2 separate regions of the Danio rerio genome follow, and region 1 is linked to region 2. Evidence: chromatin contacts called from public HiChIP or PLAC-seq data. All regions are on one chromosome and are shown on one strand. The core of a region is the stretch at or near the end of the contact, and the rest is flanking DNA. Distances in the headings are between cores, read along the strand shown.

The links. HiChIP or PLAC-seq counts read pairs in DNA pulled down with a chosen protein or histone mark.
Region 1: an H3K4me3 HiChIP or PLAC-seq map of embryo shows a contact between it and region 2, with 3 times the contacts expected there. The contact joins the promoter of gpam here to the promoter of vti1a in region 2. A contact is called at or near these places in 2 of 4 datasets of contacts at active chromatin or transcription factors (caudal fin and embryo).

Annotation. Positions count from the first base shown.
Region 1 is chr12:33,387,832-33,392,865 of GRCz12tu, reverse strand. It overlaps gpam (glycerol-3-phosphate acyltransferase, mitochondrial), which reads right to left and starts at 3,063. Exons shown (of 22, transcript XR_012388065.1): 1 at 2,936-3,063.
Region 2 is chr12:33,313,724-33,318,941 of GRCz12tu, reverse strand. It overlaps vti1a (vesicle transport through interaction with t-SNAREs 1A), which reads left to right and starts at 2,040. Exons shown (of 8, transcript NM_001313750.1): 1 at 2,040-2,234. The coding sequence starts at 2,141. zdhhc6 (zDHHC palmitoyltransferase 6) reads right to left here and starts at 2,017. Exons shown (of 11, transcript NM_001204157.1): 1 at 1,809-2,017.

The DNA of each region.
Region 1 (5,034 bases), core at 1,814-4,313, 73 kb before region 2:
CTGTTTTTAGTATGAATTAGAGCATTTTTATTTATCACTTCATTCATCACATAAACTCTCCACAACACACACTGTATGTTATAAGTGATGTAAGCCAGAGTAGCTGCCTTTAAATATAATCGAATCTGATGAGTAAATCCACAGTAATGCAGGCCAGTGGGTTAATCTGTCTAGCAATCTGTTCGTCTGGACTACAAAAGAAAAAAAAGAAAGAAAAATCATGTGCACACACACATACAAAGTAATAATCAGATATTGTACTAAAATAATCTAAATCATAACAGCACACTTCCTATTTTATGAAGTTGAAGTGTTTGTTTCATTAATAACAAATGTTTTCAAGTATTAATTAAAAACATTGTGAGATTTCACTATTTGCATTAAGATCAGTTAGTAGAGACTTCATAATTTAGTTAATATAATTAGACTCAATCATATTAAATCAGGAAAGTCAGGATTTTAATAAGTCAGGGAAAATAAATAATTAAAAAAAAAACTCAAGCAAACTTAACATGGTACTTAATGGACCGTTTTCAAAAGACTGTTAAGACTGAAAGTTGTTAATATTTGGATTTTTAAAAATGTATGTAGATTTATATGCATTTACATGCATTATATCATCTTTGCATCAAATTACAAAAAAACTAATTATCACATGTGCAAGGTGTTTCTAATGCATTCTCATACTACTTTTTTCTGAAAGTCTTAATAATGTCATTGTAGAGTTTTGCTTTTATCATTTCTGCAAATATGACAATAAAAGATTATATGTTGTACTCTCCCATTTACTGCATTCTACATTTACCCAACTTCCACTATTGGGAAACTGGTTTAAACGAGAAAGGGTCCATGTGAATATTTACATTAACAATAAAACTACAGTTACTGTTACCAACGGTGGCCCAGTTTCTCACAATAAAATTTAATTAAAAGCAAACACAAGTTCACAGCACAGATGAATCACCAAAACCCAACAGAAATGCTCCCAGCTACAGTACTAGGGGCAGTTGATCTTGAGAAATGGCAATTGCTCCCATTTGTTTTATCCATACAGTCCGGATGCTTTACTGTTTCAGTACATAGAAAGAAACTGCAAATGTACAGCAAGTAAAACAAATCATCAAAATGTGTTAAACTATTATCTAGTGCATGCATATAGAACACAAGCATTAAGAGCATTTCTGTTATGTTATGGGTTGATTTCATTATATTGTGTCAATTCAATGGGTATGAACTTATATTTGGTTTGTAAATTCTGTAGCGTTTTAGACTTACATTTGCTTTTTAAAATGTTGTGAACATGTTTAGAAAATGCACATTTATATTTAATGTCATCTTTAAGCGTCACATTTGAGTTAAATAAAAATAACGAGCAATTTGTGGTGGACTTGTCACAGTGAATTTCAAATTACTTTTAATAAGGTAAAAGCTAAATTTACAGTTTTATATCATAGAAAATCTTATCATGAAATGGTAAAACCAAATGTCAATGTAACAATACTGTCAACATGGAAGGTTATCCCTCTAATGTCTTATATAAGGTAACTGGACACTAGTGGCGTGTTGTTGTGATATCTGATACCTAATGTTATTAATTATCCAACACAAACTGACCTGGCGTGTACAGTAGCAGGCTTTACCGCCATAATGTGATTTTGGCCTGTCCAACTAATAACAAGTTAAAAGGTTACAGATTCATTAAAAAAAAAAAAAAAAAAAATATATATATATATATATATATATATATATATATATATATATATATATATATATATATATATATATATATATATATATATATATATTAAATGCATGTGAAAATAGATATGTGTTGTGTATACATGTGTGTGTGTGTAATATATATATATATATATATATAAAGATTTTCAACATATATATATATATATATATATATATATATATATATATATATATATACATATACATATATATATATATATACATATATATATATATATATACATATATATATATATATATACATATATATATATATATATATATATATATATATATATATATATATATATATATATATATATATATATATATATATATTGTATATGCATGTATATGTATTGTATATGCATGTCTGTGTGTGTAATATATACATATATATATATATATATACATATATATATATATATATATATATATATATATATATATATATATATATATATATATATATATATATATTACACACACAGACATGCATATACAATACATATCTACTTTCACATTCATTTATTGTTTGTTATTACAACATACTACGCATTTAAAATGCTTTATATAAAATAAATTACTAGTTACATTTATTGGTTTGACCTTCTAAGACTAAACATCAATATTTACCGAACGGCCCTTTCAGTTAATTTGTTAAAAAGATCATTCACATTGGGTCAAAACCATCAGAGCGTATTTTTATACCCTATTTATATCTATTAGGTTTAATCGAATGCACGTGCTGCTGTAAAGACTGGCGTTACTGTAAGCTTCATGCTATCAGATCGCATTTGACTGTCTTTGTCAACTCTAGCACGCTGAGCTCGAGTGAACTGCCAAGAGTCTTATCGCCTGAGTCGCATGCAGAGTCAGGACGTTTCGCCCTACAGCACTGTCTATTCAGCCTTTAGTTAACTGTAAACGGCGTGCTGTAAATTAATAGCCATACTACAATATTCTTAATACAATTCAGTATACATGACGCTTGATATTATACATGATATACGCCAAGAATCATTATAAATTTACAGTTATGTGGTTTTGCCGGTTCGCTGAATCGATATACTCAGCGAGCAGCCGCTTTCCCCTATGCTAGCTTGCTAACTAAACCATGCGCCCACCCCTCATTATGCATCAAACTAAAGGAAATACGTAGGCAACGCCTGGTGTGGAAAGAGAAAAGTTTTACCTTTAGAAAATGCTCTTGATGCGCCATCACTCTTAAAATGGACCTCTTTTTGCGCACTGTGAGCCTGTTCTCGTCCTTGAAACTGCCCACAACACAACCTATAGGCAGCAGTGCACTTGACAGACACTGCACACAGAGGGGAAAAGATGTATGACAGCCGGGCTTATTCCGCCTCCCCCGCGTCGTCCTGTAATTCAATTTAGAACCACTAAGGGTCGTCGTTAGATTGGGTGAAAAGTTAAAACTAACAAGGTTGAAACATTAGAGCTCTTCAGTTTCTTTTCAATAAATTCAGTTCAGTGTCAGGAGTGGCTAACAAATATGACCATGTGGTTAACGTTACTTAAAGAGACAGATGCCTTTTTAAACAACGTAGCATACATTTAAAAGGATCGTTGCCCTAAAAATGAAAATGTACTCACTATTAACTTTTCCCCTCCTAGGTGATTTCAAACTTTTATGACAGGGGTGTCAAACTCAGTTCCTGGAGGGCAGCGGCAGCAACCCTGCTTCAACACACTTACCTGTCGACTTTAAGTTCAAATAAGCCTGAAGGACTTAATTAGTTTGATCAGGTGTGTTTAATTAGGATTAAAGCTAATATGTGCAGGACTGTGGCTTTCTATCCAGGAAGTGTAGGGCTGCATTCCAGTCCATTTTTATGCCCTTCACTTGCAAAAAGGTATTTAAGTTTTCAAGTGTACTGAGGGATATTTTGTGTATTCTGATCCACAGTATCCTTTGATTAGCTATTTTAAAGGTTACTGTAATTCAAACTATACAAACTACACATCTAATTTGACTTTACATTTAGATTATACAGAAACAAACACCTATTTTATGAGGAAAAGTCTTGTGAACAGTAATGTTGTCTATCAATGCCTAACAGGCTGATTGGTGTGATTATGCGTCCACAATGAACTGATGTAGGGGTGGTCAAATGTATATTTATATTATCTCTTTTTAAATAATTGATATTTAAGATTCAGATCAGAAAAAGCACCCTGCATTAAAGGAAAAGTTTCTTTCTTTCTTTCTGTCTTTTTTTCTTTCTTTCTTTCGTTTAACACAAAATGAATTTTGGTATATGTTTAAAACCTGTATCCATTGACTTCTCTAGTAATATTTTTTCCTACTTTGGAAGTCAACATTTCTTCTAAATGTATTTTGTGTTTAACAGAAGAAATTCATAAAGGTTTGGAACCACTTGAGGTTGAGTAACAGTCAGTAGGCTATATTTAAATTTTTAGAGTAAACTATCCCTTTAAACATAGCTATATTTAAAGTGATAGAGTATTTAACTGTTAGGCCAGTTCAAAAATTCTGTTTGTATGCTAATATTCGCAAAACAAATAGGAGTCTGTAAAATTCTTATAATAATGACTAATATCTCAATAATGTATTTCCTCAAAACAGTGACACTGTTTTGTTTTCATAATAGTGACTATGTATTGTTCGTGGAAGGAATTGTCATACTGTAAACAGCATCAGTTTTTAATACAGATGGAGAATTAGCCAATCAGAAATGCTCTTTGTCAGATTTCTCTACCATAGCCATTGGCTTAGAAGTTTGTAGTATGTCTTGTCTTTGTTAATGTCTTGAGTTTGAAGTAAAATGTCTAAAGTTAATTTAAAGCAGTGGCTATATAATATACTATGGTATACTATACTATACTATACTATACTATAATATAATGTAATATAATATAATATAATACAGGGCGAGGCAGAAGCGCAGTAGGTAGTGCTGTCGCCTCACAGCAAGAAGGTCGCTGAACCTCGGTTCAGTTGGCATTTCTGTGTGGAGTTTGCATGTTCTCCCTGCCTTCGCGTTGGTTTCCTCCGGGTGCTCCGATTTCCCCCACTGTCCAAAGACATGCAGTACAGGTGAATTGGGAAGGCTAAATTGTCCGTAGTGTATGAGTGTGTGTGTGTGTGTGTGTGTGTGTGTGTGTGTGTGTGTGTATGTGTGTGTGGATGTTTCCCAGAGATGGGTTGCGGCTGGAAGGGCATCCGCTGCGTAAAAAACTTGTTCAATAACTTAGCGGTTCATTCTGCTGTGGCGACCCCGGATTAATAAAAGGACTAAGACGACAAGA
Region 2 (5,218 bases), core at 791-3,290:
GTGTTTAATTTCAACGTGCAATTCATATTTTGATTATTTAATACATTTTGTAGCAAGTGTTTTGATTTGTTTTATTATGACTTGTTTAAATATCTAATTTAATTCAGAGTTTTATTTTCACTTATTTTGTTATAAAATATGTATAAAAGGCATTGATGACTACAAAAGCATTCATTTATTCATTCATTCATTTTCTTTTCGACTTAGTCCCCTTATTAATCTGGGGTCGCTACAGCAGAATGAATCGCTAATTTATCCAGCATATGTTTCACGCAGCAGGTGCCCTTCCAGCCGCAACCCATCACTGGGAAACATCCATACACACTCATTCACGGACAATTTAGCTTACACAATTCACCTGTACCGCATGTGTTTGGACTGTGGGGGAAACCGGAGCACCCGGAGGAAACCCACGCAAACATGTTGAGAACATGCAAACTCCACACAGAAATGCCAACTGACCCAGCTGATGCTCGAACCACTGATCTTCTTGCTGTGAGGTGACAGTGCTAACCACTGAGCCACCGTGATGCCCCCACTCCAAAAGCAAGTTTTTAAATCTATCACAGTGTGTAACGTTTGAGCACACAGGCTCTTTTGATGAATGAAAGAATTACTTAAGTATGTTAATTCATTTATTCATTCATTAATTCATTCATTCATTTTCTTTTAAGCTTAGGCCCATTATTATTCTGGGGTCACCACAGCGTAATGAACCACAAACTTATCCAGCATATGTTTTACGCAGTAGATACCCTTTCAGCCGCAACCTATCACTGGGAATACTCTCATTCACAGACATACACTATGGCCAATTTAGCTTATTCATTTCACCTGTACCAAATGTCTTTGGACTTGTGGGGGAAACTGGAGCACCCAGAGAGGAAACCCAGGCCAACACGTGGAGAACATGCAAACTCCACACAGAAATGCCAACTGACCTAGCTGAGGCTCAAACCAGTGACCTTCTTGCTGTGAAGCGATCGTATTTTAATAAATTTTAACATAAATTACATTAAATTGAGGTGAATGACAACAGAACATTATTTAATTTCATGAACGTTATCTAAAACCCGAAAGTAGACACTTGCATTTAGTGTTTTCTAATATGTATATAAATTAAATTTTTTTTGTTTATTTCATTTTTAATGCCGACACCAAAACTAGACATGTCAGACACATCAATTTATGATTTACTTCACTATCTATATGCCTTCTAGAGCTAATTTGTTTAGCATTGACTGCCATTATGACAAAACTGAATCTATTGTAAACGAAAACTACAATTATAAAGTGATGAATACAATGGGTAATGTTACCTGTCAAATATTGTGCTTCAGTGGCAGCACACCTTGTTTCCAAGGCACACCCAAACTTTGTTTCTATGCTCATGTGTTGCATAATTTAGTTTATATTTTACTACTTCCACTATTTTTGGTGCAACACGCAAGGTTAAAGGTTAAAGGCAAAAGCGCACGATGTTTAAACGCCATAAAAAATAACAGTCTGCTGTCAGTCTGCATGAAGTAAATCAGTCCAGCTCAAATACTAAACAAACTTAAATCCAACCAAAAGGCGGTATAATTCAATTTTATGAGGTAAAATATTGAAGTCTTAACTGTAGAAATGACCTTATCTATAACTAGCAATCTATATGATAGCAGACCTTAACCAATGACACATGCTTCAAGGCAAAAAAACAAGGTTACTAACACATGTAAGACGTCATTTATCTTTCATTATGACCCATGTATCGTTAATTGTACTCTATACTGAAATGAAAAATTAATCGTTGACACATACTGTACCTCGACTACTGTTTCCTCGTGCGGTCAGAGTCCAAGAAAAATGACAGCGCCGCTTAATATGACCCAGTGAACGCGCTATTTAGCCAATCGTAATACTGTCAAAGCTTAAATCCGTTTTCAAAAATAACTACACGCAATTCAACGAGGAAGACCAAACAATTAATCGCACGACTCACCCCACAGCGGAACCATTGACAGGAAGAAATCGTGAACAAATTCCCGTGACACCACCCGGAAGTGACGCGGACGTCAATAAGAAGCAGACACAAGCAACAGTGTGTAACGCAGCTCAGTTTATCGCTCTTTTAATCTTTTAAAACTAAAAATACAACATGTCTTCAGATTTTGAAGCGTACGAACAGGACTTTGGGACCCTCACCGCTGAAATAACCAACAAAATCGGACGAATACCCAAATTAGCCGGTGGTAAGTGGATGTTAGATGAGCTGCTTAGCCAAAACATTGGTGTTAGAGAGACATAAACAACTCGTTTAATCATTTATTTATGCAGCTTGTGTGTGTGGTCGGTGTATTATTTAGAAATGGCCCATATCATTTGGTAAAGAAGCTATAGTTCGGGATGGTCGTGGTGTCAGATGTCCAGTATCACATGAGTCTGAGGAGACAGGATTTAGGTGACATGGGTCTTGGATGTCATCTTGTTTTTCTTAGATTTATTAATGTTATATTGGAATTAAGGGTTTTTAAATAAATAAAAAAAGATTTATTTTTATATACCAACGTAGAAAAGAATACTATCGAGTGAGACTAAACTAATTCCTTCATGGTTTTTCAGTGTTGACAATTTAATTTACTGTTTGATTTTAAGCATTGTGATTGATTGGTTTATTGTTTCCTGCATAATGAATTATACTGACATAAAATGCCATAATGCACCAGTTATAGGAGGAGATAATAAAGCAAGTTTTGATAAAAATAAAATTTGTGTACACTTAGTCAGGAGGAGTCTTTAACTTTTTTCAGGCCAGAGCCTGCGAGATGAAGTGACATATTGCAGAGGTTTTTTTATTTTTAAATGCTGTGTGGGCCACCAAAACTTTGCCCTTATCTCTATGTTATACCTATTGTTAGGGTCAGGCTATTTCCAGCTCCAATTTATCATCTAGTAGACATTTACGTTAAACACAATAGCTGGAATGTACCTGTTATAATGTTACCTGTTATACATTTAATAGCTTTGGCTTCAAAATAAATACTTGAAAAGGACTGGGTGTTAAAAACAATATGGCAGAAAAATTTAATGTAAAGTTGGTAAAACTGCTATCAAGCTATCAAATATGGGAGATGGATAATTCACCTCACAGCCACACAATCTGTATGTACATCAGGTTTATTTTTAAATCTGACTTAAGTTATATATTGTTGTTCTCATAAGAACTATTAAAGACATGCAAAAAGACATTCAAGCTAAAACCATTCTAATAGTATGCAAAGCACAACAGCCGCCTGTTTTCCCATTTATTATATTTATAGATCATGGAAATTCAGGTTTAGTAAGTAAAAATCTGGGAATTTGGCTTTCAATGGGAACCCTGATGATTTATATTGATTAAATGTTATTTTAATTTTGCATTTTAATTGATCATTTATTATTTATTAACTTGTTTGTTAGAATTATTATTATTATTATTATTAAGCCTACATTTTCATGTTTGTATATTCAAAAATGCCTAACAAGATCTCAAACTGTTACAAATGCATATTCTTAAGATGCTGCTCACCATGCACACATTTTATAGTCATATTATTTCTCATTGTTATTAATTGTAATATTTATTATTATAATATTATTCTATAATATTTATTATAATATGTTTATTGTCATCAACAGTTATTGATGTTTAATTTTTTTGTGAGAATTATGCTTAATTTTTCTTAGAGTTTTTGTTTGAAAACATTTCATGAACAGCAATTATTTGACAATATATTTTTAAATACATTTTCTTTTCTGTTTAAGGTTACTATTGATTATTGTAAGGCCTCATTTGTGAATAAATGTTTTTTATACTGCATATACGCTTTTAAAAATGAAAAAGCATCTGAAACTCTTTTTGATATTAATAATAGGGAGAAGCATTATTTGATCACCAAATCAACATGCTAGAATAACTTCTAAAGGATCATGTGACTCTAAAGAGTGGATCAACAATGCTGAAATTTCACTTTGGCCTTCACGGAAATAGGTTACATTCAAAAATATTTTAGCATAGAAAACTGCTATTTTAATGTATAAGACTGTTTTTCAATATTAGTGAATTTACTGCATTTTCCAAATAAATGGAGCCTTGGAGAGCATATCAAAGACTGAAAATTCCAAATAGATGAAATATCAATATATTACAATGTGTTTTGGTTTTGTTTATATTTTGGTTTTTTTTTTCCCCATTTTCTCTAGTCTAAACCCAATCTGGTAGTCAAACAATTAATATTGGTGTCCCTGTAGTAACTTCATGGAGCCCCTAGAGGTCATGGATTCCTGATGTTTTTCTAACTTATTTGGACATCAGATGCTGTGTGTACTGCATAATATATAATGGATGTATGTGTTCATAGACTATAGGCAATTTCAATATCAATATCAATATGTCTGCACTAAACACAACTTCATCACAAATTTCTTACACTTAGGGTTGCAAGTTATTGTAAGTTGTCATCTGCATCTGTAAACCTACTGTCAATACACCTGTTGTTGTGTTGTGGTTTTATTGCTCAAGTCAGACAAACTTGTTTCCATGAGAACAATGTTATTATGAGATACAAATGATTGCAGATAAGTCAGAGCTCATTATTTAAAAATATCATCAACCTTGTATATATTTTGACTCATCTTTTTTGTCTTTTATAAATGCATCCAAAACAATATAGCCAATGTTAAACGTTAATATTTTCCTGAGTACTTTTACTATATATTCTACTATTTTGGTTATTTTTTACATTTGTTTATTAAAACACAGCTTTTTATTTTTCCAGTCTAGTTGGAAAAAGAACAGAACCAGTTATGATTAACAGTTTTATGTCCCTCTTTTTTTTGTAATTTTTTACTTTGGTCTCCTATTATTTGATTAAATAGAATTACTAACAATCCTAGAACACTGAGGTTTGATTGTATATATAAAAAGAAGAAAAATGATTTCTGATCATTTGAAAAAAGTCTTAAAATATGTAGGATTAATATTTGAATAATTTAAAATAATTATCAATAATAGTTAATAATTAATGATAATAATGATTGGAAGTAATTATCAATTAAAAATTAATAAAAATTGAAAATTACTTGAAAATGATGTACTAAATGGTATTAAAGCTAAAATCCTCTTTAAAGAAATAAAAAAGGCAAAAATAATTGTAAATAATTTAAAATGAATAAATACTTAACTAAAATGTATAAA